Linked DNA regions of Sus scrofa: region 1 is linked to region 2. Evidence: chromatin contacts called from public HiChIP or PLAC-seq data. All regions are on one chromosome and are shown on one strand. The core of a region is the stretch at or near the end of the contact, and the rest is flanking DNA. Distances in the headings are between cores, read along the strand shown.

Region 1 (5,395 bases), core at 2,187-4,686, 260 kb before region 2:
ATATACTAATTAGTGTTTTTACCTGTTTCCTAAGAATTTCAAAATGCCCCACACATTTGCTTTATAATCCCATAGCAGTTAAGAGAGGGCGTGTGACCAAGAGGGAAACTGGTTCTGCAGGATCGGTCAACTTATTTACGGCTACCCAGTGGACCATTACTAGATTTAAGAACAAAGCTCGAATGACTGCTTTTTGCTTCTTTGTGGATTTATGTGTTTTACACATTTTTGACATCGAACGGTCCCTTGTTGCGGGGGGTCGGTATTTAGAATAGAGGGACTATATATATGGACTCCTGCTTAGGCTTTTAGTGTTCTCCCCATGTTTTCCAAACTAAACTGCATTGAGCAGAAATACCACCCTTGTTACTATATCACGTGTTTTAACTTACACAGCTTTCCTTTGGAACTACTGAATCTGTTTAAATGTTCATTGTTCTCCCACAGGTGTTGGATCCCGAACAAAACCATAACTTCACAGATCATTATCTAAATGTGGCCTTTGACCTTTCCCAAGTTCTTTTTATAGCGACTGCCAACACCACTGCTACTATTCCACCTGCTTTGTTGGACAGAATGGAGATCATTCAGGTGCCAGGTACTTGACTTATAAACAAAATCATTATTTTGTCAAATGAAAAGCTGTTTCTTGCTTTTCAGAGCAGAACTCTTTAAAATTGGTTGAGCTGTGGAGTTGGGTTTTTTCATTTTAATTTTTTATTTTACTTTATGTTTTTATGAACACACGTTCATTTTTCCCCCCACTGCTATATTTCCAGTGCATATTAGCTGGACATGGCACCTTTTTTTTTTTTTTTCCCCTACTTTTTTTGTAGTTAGACCAATTTTTAATTTTTTTAATTAATTTTTTTTTTAGTTAGAATATAGTTGATGTATTGAGCTGTGGAATTTTGAGTAAGAGGTGGATTTGCCAGCGTATGATCTTCAGAAGTTCTGAATCTGGTGTATAAACCAGCTTTTATATAGATTCAAAGTGTATAAAATTTCACAAAATCTTTTGTTTGTTTTTAAACCATGATAATAAGAGTGTGTATGTTGTGTGAAACATAAGAATACATTTTGCATGACAGTTACAGATTTCACTTCGTGTTAAAGAATGATCATTTGTATGGAAAACAAGATATTCTTTGAAGCAGTTTTTTAAATTACAGATAAAAATTATTTTTTCAAAGTAAGGGTCTAAAACGCAAAAATCGATCTTCCATAGCCATTGTAGCTTCTTGTCTATCAGATTTTAAGGTTCTTTTCCATTTCCAGGAAAATATAATCATTGATTCTCATTGAGGTAGGTCCTAAAATATTCTCTTTATTACATCTGACCTCATTTTTATATAAAAGTACAGGGTGCTTTTACATTCCTCTTCTTTTTAGTTGAATCTGTCAAATAGTTATATACTTTTTTCCCCATGTCTTCTTCACTGGAGCGTGTTAAAAAATCCTTTGGTTACACTTAGTAAATCTTAATGTCTCTCCCTTATTTAAATTGCTCGGAATTCCTTTTCCCTAGAAGAGATCAAATATCAGTGGGTATATGTTAAAATGAAAATAGAATATAATCTAAATATATTTAGATTTTAAATATAACCTAAGTATGTGTATTTCATATTAATCTGAAATATATTTTGACTATCAAGTAATTGATAATTAGATTTCTTAGTTATCTGTTAGCCCTGCAGGTTTCTGTAGTTTTCTAATACAGCGGAGTAAAATTTACTTTCTGCCTATTTATAAGACTCAAAAAAATGAGTAATGAGATCCAGTTGCCTGGAAACGGCAAATTAAGGTGAAAATCCATAATATGCTAACGGGAAGTGAAATAATCGGGGCAGCTGCTGCAGAGGTGGACGTGTGAGGCTGTCCTCTTGTGCAGGTTTGGTTATCCTGTCTTCCAGCTTTTCTGGTGTTTTTTATTTCTGCATTCTACTCAAAAGACACCTTGTCAACTCATCTTTTTAATTTTGGTTTGTTAAATGGAAAGGGAGCAATTATCGTACTGGAATTTTACCTGATAGAATTTAACGACAGAGTAAATTTATATTCATTGAAGCTTTTAAGTAGATAAGAACATAAAGTCTTTTAAACATATAAATTAATGTGTAATTCCAACATCTAGAGGGAAAAATGCTTTTATAGGGACCCCTTAGTTTTGTTTTGTTTTGTTAAAATTTATAATCAAAACTCTGGAAATAGCCCTCTTGCAGCTCTTCCCTCCAAATCGTAATTGAGTCTTTGTTGTTGCCATTGCAAGTTTTTTCCTTTATGTATCAAATTATGCTAAAGAAAAGAGGGTATTTGCCTATTAAATAATAAAATACAAACTTGCATTTGTGTTAAGGAGGTAATTATCTCTAATGAGATAGCTTTTTTTTCTCTTTGAGATACATCATTTAATCAAAAGACTTTCAAACTCTGTGCTTCTTTAGTAAGTGCTCGTCTTATGTGTGAGGAAGTTGGAAATTTGAACATTTATTGCTTGGGGATTAAATTTCTTTCTACTGATTATAGTCTTAGTGGAAGTCATACCTCAGTTCCTTCTAAATCCAAGATCCTTTGAATCTGCATTGCATTTCCTCATGGCACTGTGGACGCCACGTGAGTAATGACGGCTTCTTTCCAGGGTATACACAAGAGGAGAAGATCGAGATCGCCCACAGGCACTTGATCCCAAAGCAACTGGAGCAGCATGGGCTGACTCCTCAGCAGATTCAGATCCCTCAGGTGACTACTCTGGACGTCATCACCAGGTTAGTCAGCTGTCCTGAGGCTTCAGTCATGTCCAAGCCTGGAACGTAGATTCCTGTTTGACTGGCACCTCAGAGCATCCGCTTTCCCCTGTGCAGCCAGTTCCCAGCAAACCTTTCCGTGTAACTGTCGACGTGCACAGGGCTCTGTAGGAGGCAGAGAGTCACAGAGGAAGCACTTTTAGAGTCTCTTCATAGCTAACTAAGGACTCATAGTTCAGCCAGAATTTCAACTTTTCCCTAACAGCAGCGCATGGAATTAATTTGATAAGTTAACAACCAAAAACATGGAAACTCTTGAGACACCTTTTATGCCCCAGGATCCTGAAAGTTGAATGCTCCCAAGACGTGAGATGCAGCTTCCAGACATCGGTTTGAAGTTACTCAGATTTTCTTTTCCTCCCTTTGAGAGGTTTTTTTTTTTTTTTTTTAAATCCTTAGTTTTCGTCCTTGGAATTAACACCAAACAACAGAGAAGATACTTTCCCAAGTTAGCTACCAAGTAGTTAAGCCTATGGCAAGCAGTGCATAAATTATCTGAGTAGAGTATTGCTTCATCTGACGTACAGATTGCACGTTTGACTGGAAAATGTATCCTGTTGAGAATTTCTGTCTACAATAGCCTCTCACAGTTTTCCTGGCTCAGCATTGCAGGTCCATTGCATCATCTGGCAAGTGGTGTCAGGCTGCCAGGACTCCTCCTGCAGCCTGTTCCCAGTAACCACTGGTTTTCAAAGGAGGGGAAGTCTCTCTCTGTTTTGAACTTTGACTTAGAGTTTGGCCAGTCAGACTGCTTTTTGATCGAAGCCAGCCTCCTTATGAAAGTCTCTTTGGAAGTCGGTTTAAATTTACATGCGAAACAGTAAGACTCAGTCTGACCTGGGAGTTCCTTTTCTTGTGACTTACTGGGTAGATGATGCCAGAGGAAATAAAACAGGTGATTTATACACCAAAGTCTTCCAAAAATATCATTATTCCAGATAACACCCCTGATGTCTTTGGGTAACTTTCAATAAGTCACTGAACCCTTTTTGATAGCTTCCCCATCTGTAATATATGAGCAATAGAGAAAAATAGCCATTCATAGCTTATCTGGATCTAAATGCGAATGACTTGAGGAGTAATTGCTATTTGTATTTCCCAGTTGTTGTCTGGAGAACGATTTCTTTTTCTTTTTCTTTTTTTATTCTTTTTTAGAGCACTATATTTTTTTATGTATTTTTTGGCCGCATTCTTGGCATGTCAAGGGTCCTGGGCCAGGGATTGAACCCGAGCCACAGCTTCAGTCTACATCACAGTTGGGGCAACGCTGGATCCTTAACCTACCTGTCACAAAGGAACTTCCGTGTTTCCTTTTCATGTACTTGTTCACTCAAAACATCAGATATTGAAAGCTGTGAACATCAGGAAATTTCTCTGAGCAGTTTTCATATTTTTAAAAAACAGCACAGGTATTTGCTACACCAAGCAGGTTTTGGATATTTAGTGAGTTACCCAACTTCAGACATAGTTTTTCATCTTTCCCGTGTTTTTCGTCTTCTCCTATGTGGTAGTCAGACCCATAGAGTTCAGCAGGCAGAGAGGGAGTCCTAGAAGTCACCCCCTCCCTCTTGGCTCCCAGCGTAACTAGCCTGCTTGAATTACAGTGGTTACTGTAAACTCCTCTTTGGTGAGTAAATGTCACTGTTATAAAATAATCTTTATATTTACCTCCCTCTCATTTTCTCATTCTGCCCTATACATACACCTAGAATCTAAGTATACTCCCTTTCTTGTACAGCCCTTCTGGCATTAAAAAAAAAAAAAAAAAAAAAAAAAAAAAAAAAAAGGCTGTCATCCCATAAATGCTCTATTCTTCAAGTTAAACATTCCTATTATCTTTTTATCATTCCTCTCAACCTACTTTAAAGACATTTTACTCTGCTGATTAGTCTTTTTCTGAGTGATTCCTCTAATGTCAGTGTCTCTTTTAAAATTAAACATCCAGAATGGAACTGAGTATTTCAGATGTAGCCTAAATAGCTCATGATATAAGAAGACCACCAATTGTCTTATTCCGACTATATTATTTTATGACTCTATCTCAAAATTTTTAGCTTTTTTAGGTTATCCTCTTTCCTCTTGCACTTAGAGTTGCCTAATACCTTTAGTTCTCTTGCATATGAATTTCTGCTACGCTTGGTCTATTCCATTCTATATTTATACAGTTGAGTTTTTTAAAGCCCAAATGTAGAAGTTTGCAGTTAGGGACTTTTTGTTGTTGTTGTTGCTTTTGGGGCCTGCATATGATGGTCCCCAGGCTAGGGGTCGAATCAGAGCTACAGCTGCCAGTCTATGCCACAGCCACAGAACGCCAGATCCGAGCCGCATCTGCGACCTACACCACCACTCACGGCAACCCCAGATCCTTAACCCACTGAGCAAGGCCAGGGATTGAACCCGCAACCTCATGGTTACTAATAGGATTTGTTTCCGCTGAACCACAACAGGAACTCCCCGTTGTGGATAGTTTAATATACAAGTTAGTGTCAGCTACCGTTGCCGTACATTGATTTTTTTTTTCATCTTAATTATCATCAAGTACGTGAGTTTTATATCCTTTAAAAATTGGCATCTTCACAATCATCAAGTCA
Region 2 (5,302 bases), core at 496-2,995:
GAACATTTTCCAGAGAAAATTGTTTCTTGGTATGCCTTTCTTCAGAATCAGAAAATCTCCTTTTGTGACAAACTCTATCTTTGGAAAGCGCCTCTTCATCTGGGGTTAGTCCATTTATTGGAACAAAAAGGACATCTTGTGAGCTAGAAAAGACTGTGTCCATTTGTTTTGTAAGCTCAGTAACGGGAGTCCCAGCTTTGTTTCTTGCATCTTCCTGCAAAACAATTTCATCTCTGGAAATATTCAGCCCTGCGGCAGCACTCTGCGTAAACTCTCTTTGTTTAGAATCTCTAATTTCAACAACATCATTGTCTCCTGTTTCAAATAGATTCTCCTCGCCCTGGGTCAGTGCCAAAAGTTCTTTTTTCAAGGAAGTGGGCAAAATCAACAAGTCCATTGTGTAACTGTCTGCACGAGCTTCAACAAATTGTTTAAATTCCCTTTTTACCTCTGATTCTTTTTGGCTGTTGGGTAGGTTCTCATTATTCTCGAAGAGCTTTACAAACTGCTGAATGTGACTCCGAGCCATGACCACAGCTTCGGCACTTCCTCTGATGCCCAGAAGACCGATGTCGAGAATGCAGAGATCGGCACAGGTGTCCTGAATCAAGCTCTTCAGAAACAGGCTCTGAGCCCCAACAAAAATGCAGTGCATGGCCTTGGGGTAACATTCTCTTTCTTCTAGTTCAGGTTCACAGATTCCTTTAATATATTCCTGCAAAGAGAAGAGAAGAAAAATGAGATCAATTTACCAAAGCTCCTTACAGCACATATATTATGTTACACGTGAGATTACAAATGTCAAGCTGTATAAAAATCCAGAGCATGCTGGGAGTTCCCATGGTGGCTCAGCAGAAACGAATCTGATTAGTATCCATGAGCATGCGGGTTCGATCCCTGGCCTTGCTCAGTGAGTTAAGGATTGGTGTTGCTGTGAGCTGTGGTGTAGGTCGCAGACAGGGCCTGGATCTGGCCTTGCTGTGGCTGTGGTAGAGGTGGTTACAGCTCGGACTCGATCCGTAGCCTGGTAACTTCCATATGCTGTGAGTACAGCCCTAAAAAGATTTAAAAAAAAAAAAAAAAAAGCATGCTAATATCTTTGGGGAAGATACCACATTTTATCTAAAATATTTAAAATAACAAATATAAGTTGCTTAACTGTTTTCAGAGGAACTGAAAACTGTGCATCTAAGTCTAAAAGGCAGGTATTTATATCATTTTTCAATAGTGTATCTTGCCATGTGATCTTAGGGGTCTGCCCAGCTGCACAGTGGTTAATGACAAGACTGGATTTATTTACGTCTATAAACAATAAACATCTTTGCTTGCTACTAGTCACTTTTTAAAACTATGATATAATTAAGAGAGAAGATAATCAAGTCAAATAACTTTTACTCCAGAACAAACCCTGACTTTTGCTTTGCTACTACTGTTTCCAAATAAAACAGACTGATTTAAAAAACAAAACAAAACAATAAATTAACAAAAAACAAAAACAAAACTTTCCAGCTGCCTGGAACAATGTATATGCTATATAATTTTATGTCTATTTACTAAGAAAGACCAGGCTATTTAAATGTAGATCTAAATATAAAGAACCACAAAGTGCAGAGTAGTACTGCCATTCTCAGAGATAAGGCTAGGGTTTCTAGTGAATTGGTATTGAAAGAGGTCTGAACAAGGTAAGAAAGGGAACTGGGTTCTTGAGCAATTCGGTTGCCACTGGAGGCAGAAGTGTGAATCACGTAAACAAGGGGGCACTCACAGTGACCGTGGAACATACTTGCTAATAACTTGAGCACTGCAGTCAGCTCCTAGGCTCAAATTCCAGCCTTACAACTGGTGACCTTGCTCAAGTTACCAAGCCCCTCTGAGCCCAGTTTCTGCAACTGTGAGAGGCTAATGCTATCTTAGGTGTTTTGAGGAAATTCAATGAGAATGTAAAGTTTTGACAACAGTGTCTGACAGGTGTTGACTAAATAATAAAAGCACTGTTACTTAAATTAGCAGTGAAAACTTTTTGGACAGACAGCTGTAAGACATAAGCCTGGCAATACCTGATCTACACTTTCAACCAAAATTAGAATTGCGTTATCCAAAATGGTATTATTTAAAAATTCAACTTGTGTATCACCAGTTACGATGAGGTTTTACAAACTTGGACCTACTAGGTATACTTGCTCTCATAATGGCCACATATCTTCCATGAGAATTTATATACAAGTGTGTACATATTCCTTCTTTACACATTTCGCATTACAAAATTCCTGTGAGGAGGAGTTCCCACTGTGACTCAGTGAGTTAAGAACCTGTTGTCCCAATGAGGATGCAGGTTCAATCCCTGGCCTCACTCAGTGGGTCAAGGATCCGGCACTGCTGTGGCTGTGGCATAGGCCTCAGCTTCAGTTCCAATTCAATCCCTGGCCTGGGAACTTCCATATGCCACAGGTACGGCTGTAAAAAGGAAAAAAAAAAATTCCCAGCAGGAAACGAAACACCAGAAATACAAGGAAAGTGCCAATTTGGAAAAGCTCAACCCAAGCAGTATAATGTCCAGTCATGAGTTCTTTACTTCTTTATGTTCTTTTGGATAAACCTGGAATATTTGTGAGCGTGGTGATAACTGGTGCTGGACAGAGGAGCTTTTTTTTTTTGGCTTTTTAGAGCAGCATCTGTGGCATTATAGAAGTAGAAGTTCTCATGCTAGGGGTCAAATTAGAGTAGCAGCTGCCAGCCTACACCACAGCTCACGGCAACACTGGATCCTTAACCCACTGAGCAAGGCCAGAGTTTGAACCTGAATCTACTAGTCAGATTTGTTTCCATTAAGCCACAATGGGAACTCTGCCTTTTTTGGGTGTCGGGGACAAGTGGGGCATATGGAGGTTCCCAGGCTAGGAGTCAAAGTGGAGCTACATCTGCCTGTCACAGTCACAGCCACGAGGGATCCAAGCTACATTTGTGACCTACACCACAGTTCACGGCAATGCCAGATCCTTGTTCTACCAAGCAATGCCAGGGATCGAACACACATCCTCATGGATACCAGTTGGATTCATTTCCACTGCGCCACAAGGAACTCCCAGTTTTGTTTTTTTTTGTTTTTTTTTAAGAACAGTTTATTAGAGCTACTTTTGTAAGACAGTAATTGTGTTAAACACAAAGTATAGTAATTGACTGTCCTTTATTCCTAGATGTGCAAGCAGAGTGTTAAATACTGACGTGAGCATCCTTTAAGGCCTCCAAATAGACATTTTAACTACCACTTGTTTGAACTTATACTGCATTTAGATTGTGGTTTGAAGCTATTTATTTTTATTCTGAAATAATTATAGGTTCATGAGAAGCTGCAAAGATAACACATAAAGGTTCTGTGTACTTTACCCAGTTTCCTCCAACCATTACAGCATACATTATTATAGTACAAAATCAAAACCAGGACACTGACATGGATGCAGTGGGTGTATGCAGTTCTATGCCATTTTATCACATGTGTAGATTCATGAAAACACAACTTCAATCAAGATACAGAATTAGGGGAGTTCCTGTCGTAGCTCAGTGGAAACAAATTTGACTAGTGTCCATAGGATGTAGGTTCGATCCCTGGCCTCACTCAGTGGGTTAAGGATCCAGCATTGCCATGAGGTACAGTGTAGGCCTGCAGCTGCAGCTCCAATTCAACCCCAAGCCTGGGAACTTCCATACGCCACAAGTGTGGCCCTAAAAAGACAGGGAAAAAAAAAAAAAAAAAAAAAGGATACAAAATTATTCTATCACCACAAAGATTTCCTTCATGCTACCCTTTCATAGTCACATATTTAGTCCACTTCCATGCCTACCATTGGCAATCACAAGGCTGTTTTTGTCTTTATAATTTTGTGACGTCAAAAATGTTACATAACCAGAATTATGCGGTATGAGCCCCTTTTTTTGGCACTGTATATTTTTTTTTCCTTTTGGAGGCATACCTGCAGCATGTGGAAGTTCCCAGGCTAGGGGATGAACTGGTGTGGCATGCCAGCCAATGCCACAGCCTTAGCAACGCCATATCCAAGCCATGTCTGTGACCTACACTGCACCTTGTGGCAACGCCAGATCCTTAACCCAGAGAGCGGGGCCAGGGATCAAACCTGCATCCTCATTCATACTAGTTGGGTTCTTAACGTGCTGAGCCACAACAGGAACTCTTAGTAGGTGACTTCCGAGAAAGGCTTCACTCAACATAATGCTTTAAAATCCAAGTTGTTGGAGTTCCCTTCGTGGCTCAGTGGTTAACGAATCCGACTAGGAACCACAAGGTTTCGGGTTCCGATCCCTGGTCTTGCTCAGTGGGTGAAGGATCTGGTGTTGGCGTGAGCTGTGGTGTAGGTTGCAGATGCGGCTCGGATCCCGCGTTGCTGTGGCTCTGGTGTAGGCCGGCGGCTACAGCTCTGATTAGACCCCTAGCCTGGGAACCTCCATATGCCGCGGGAGCGGCCCAAGAAATGGCAAAAAAAAAAAAAATCCAAGTTGTTGCATGTTATTGGTAGTTCATTCCTTGTTACCACTGAGTACTATTCCACAATATGGATGAACTACAGCACTTTTTTTTGTTGTTTTTTTGTCTTTTGCCTTTTGTCTTTTTTAGGGCCACACCTGCGGCACATGGAGGTTCCCAGGCTAGGGGTCGAATCAGAGCTGTTGCCGCTGGCCAAGCCAGATCCAAGCTGTGCCTGCGACTTACACCACAGCTCACCGCAACGCCGGATCCTTAACCCACTGGGCGAGGCCAGGGATCGAACCCACAACCTCATGGTTCCTAGTTGGATTTATTTCCGCTGTGCCACAATAGGAACTCCCTGAGCTACATACAGTTTTTTAATCACTTGTCTACTGAGGGACATTTTGGTTGCTTCTGTTTGGAGCTATTACAGATGAAGCTGCCATGGGTAATCACACACAGGTTTTTATATGGATTTGCGTTTTCATTTCTCTGAGGTAACTGCCCAGGAGTGCAACTGCTGGGTTACCAGATTTAGTTTTTCAAGGAACTACTAAACTATTCTGAATGGCTATATCATTTTACATTCCCACGAGCATGTGTGAAAGATCCAGTTTCTCTTCATTCTTGCCAGCCTTTGGTATTGCCATTGGTATTGCCACTAGTTTTTTTTTTTTGTTGTTGTTGTTTTGTTTTGTTTTTTGTCTTTTGCTATTTCTTGGGCCTCTCCCACGGCATATGGAGGTTCCCAGGCTAGGGGTCCAATCGGAGCTGTAGCCCCCGGCCTATGCCAGAGTCACAGCAACGCGGGATCCGAGCCGC

Evidence for each region. HiChIP or PLAC-seq counts read pairs in DNA pulled down with a chosen protein or histone mark.
Region 1: an H3K27ac HiChIP or PLAC-seq map of skeletal muscle shows a contact between it and region 2. The contact joins two enhancer-like sites. A contact is called at or near these places in 2 of 2 datasets of contacts at active chromatin or transcription factors (alveolar macrophages and skeletal muscle).

The regions. Positions count from the first base shown.
Region 1 is chr6:36,411,207-36,416,601 of Sscrofa11.1, reverse strand. LONP2 (lon protease homolog 2, peroxisomal) reads left to right here. Exons shown (of 15, transcript XM_005664451.3): 9 at 448-598; 10 at 2,639-2,765. Among named protein-coding and RNA genes, the nearest start is that of ABCC11, 48 kb to the left of the region's middle. Within about 2 kb of position 3,436, at least 35 of the 83 cell types and tissues checked have an H3K27ac peak or open chromatin away from gene starts, as enhancers often do. A contact at or near this core is called in alveolar macrophages and skeletal muscle, where this site is marked.
Region 2 is chr6:36,150,159-36,155,460 of Sscrofa11.1, reverse strand. N4BP1 (NEDD4-binding protein 1) reads right to left here. Exons shown (of 7, transcript XM_003126990.5): 2 at 1-715. Among named protein-coding and RNA genes, the nearest start is that of N4BP1, 31 kb to the right of the region's middle. Within about 2 kb of position 1,745, at least 5 of the 83 cell types and tissues checked have an H3K27ac peak or open chromatin away from gene starts, as enhancers often do. A contact at or near this core is called in alveolar macrophages and skeletal muscle, where this site is marked.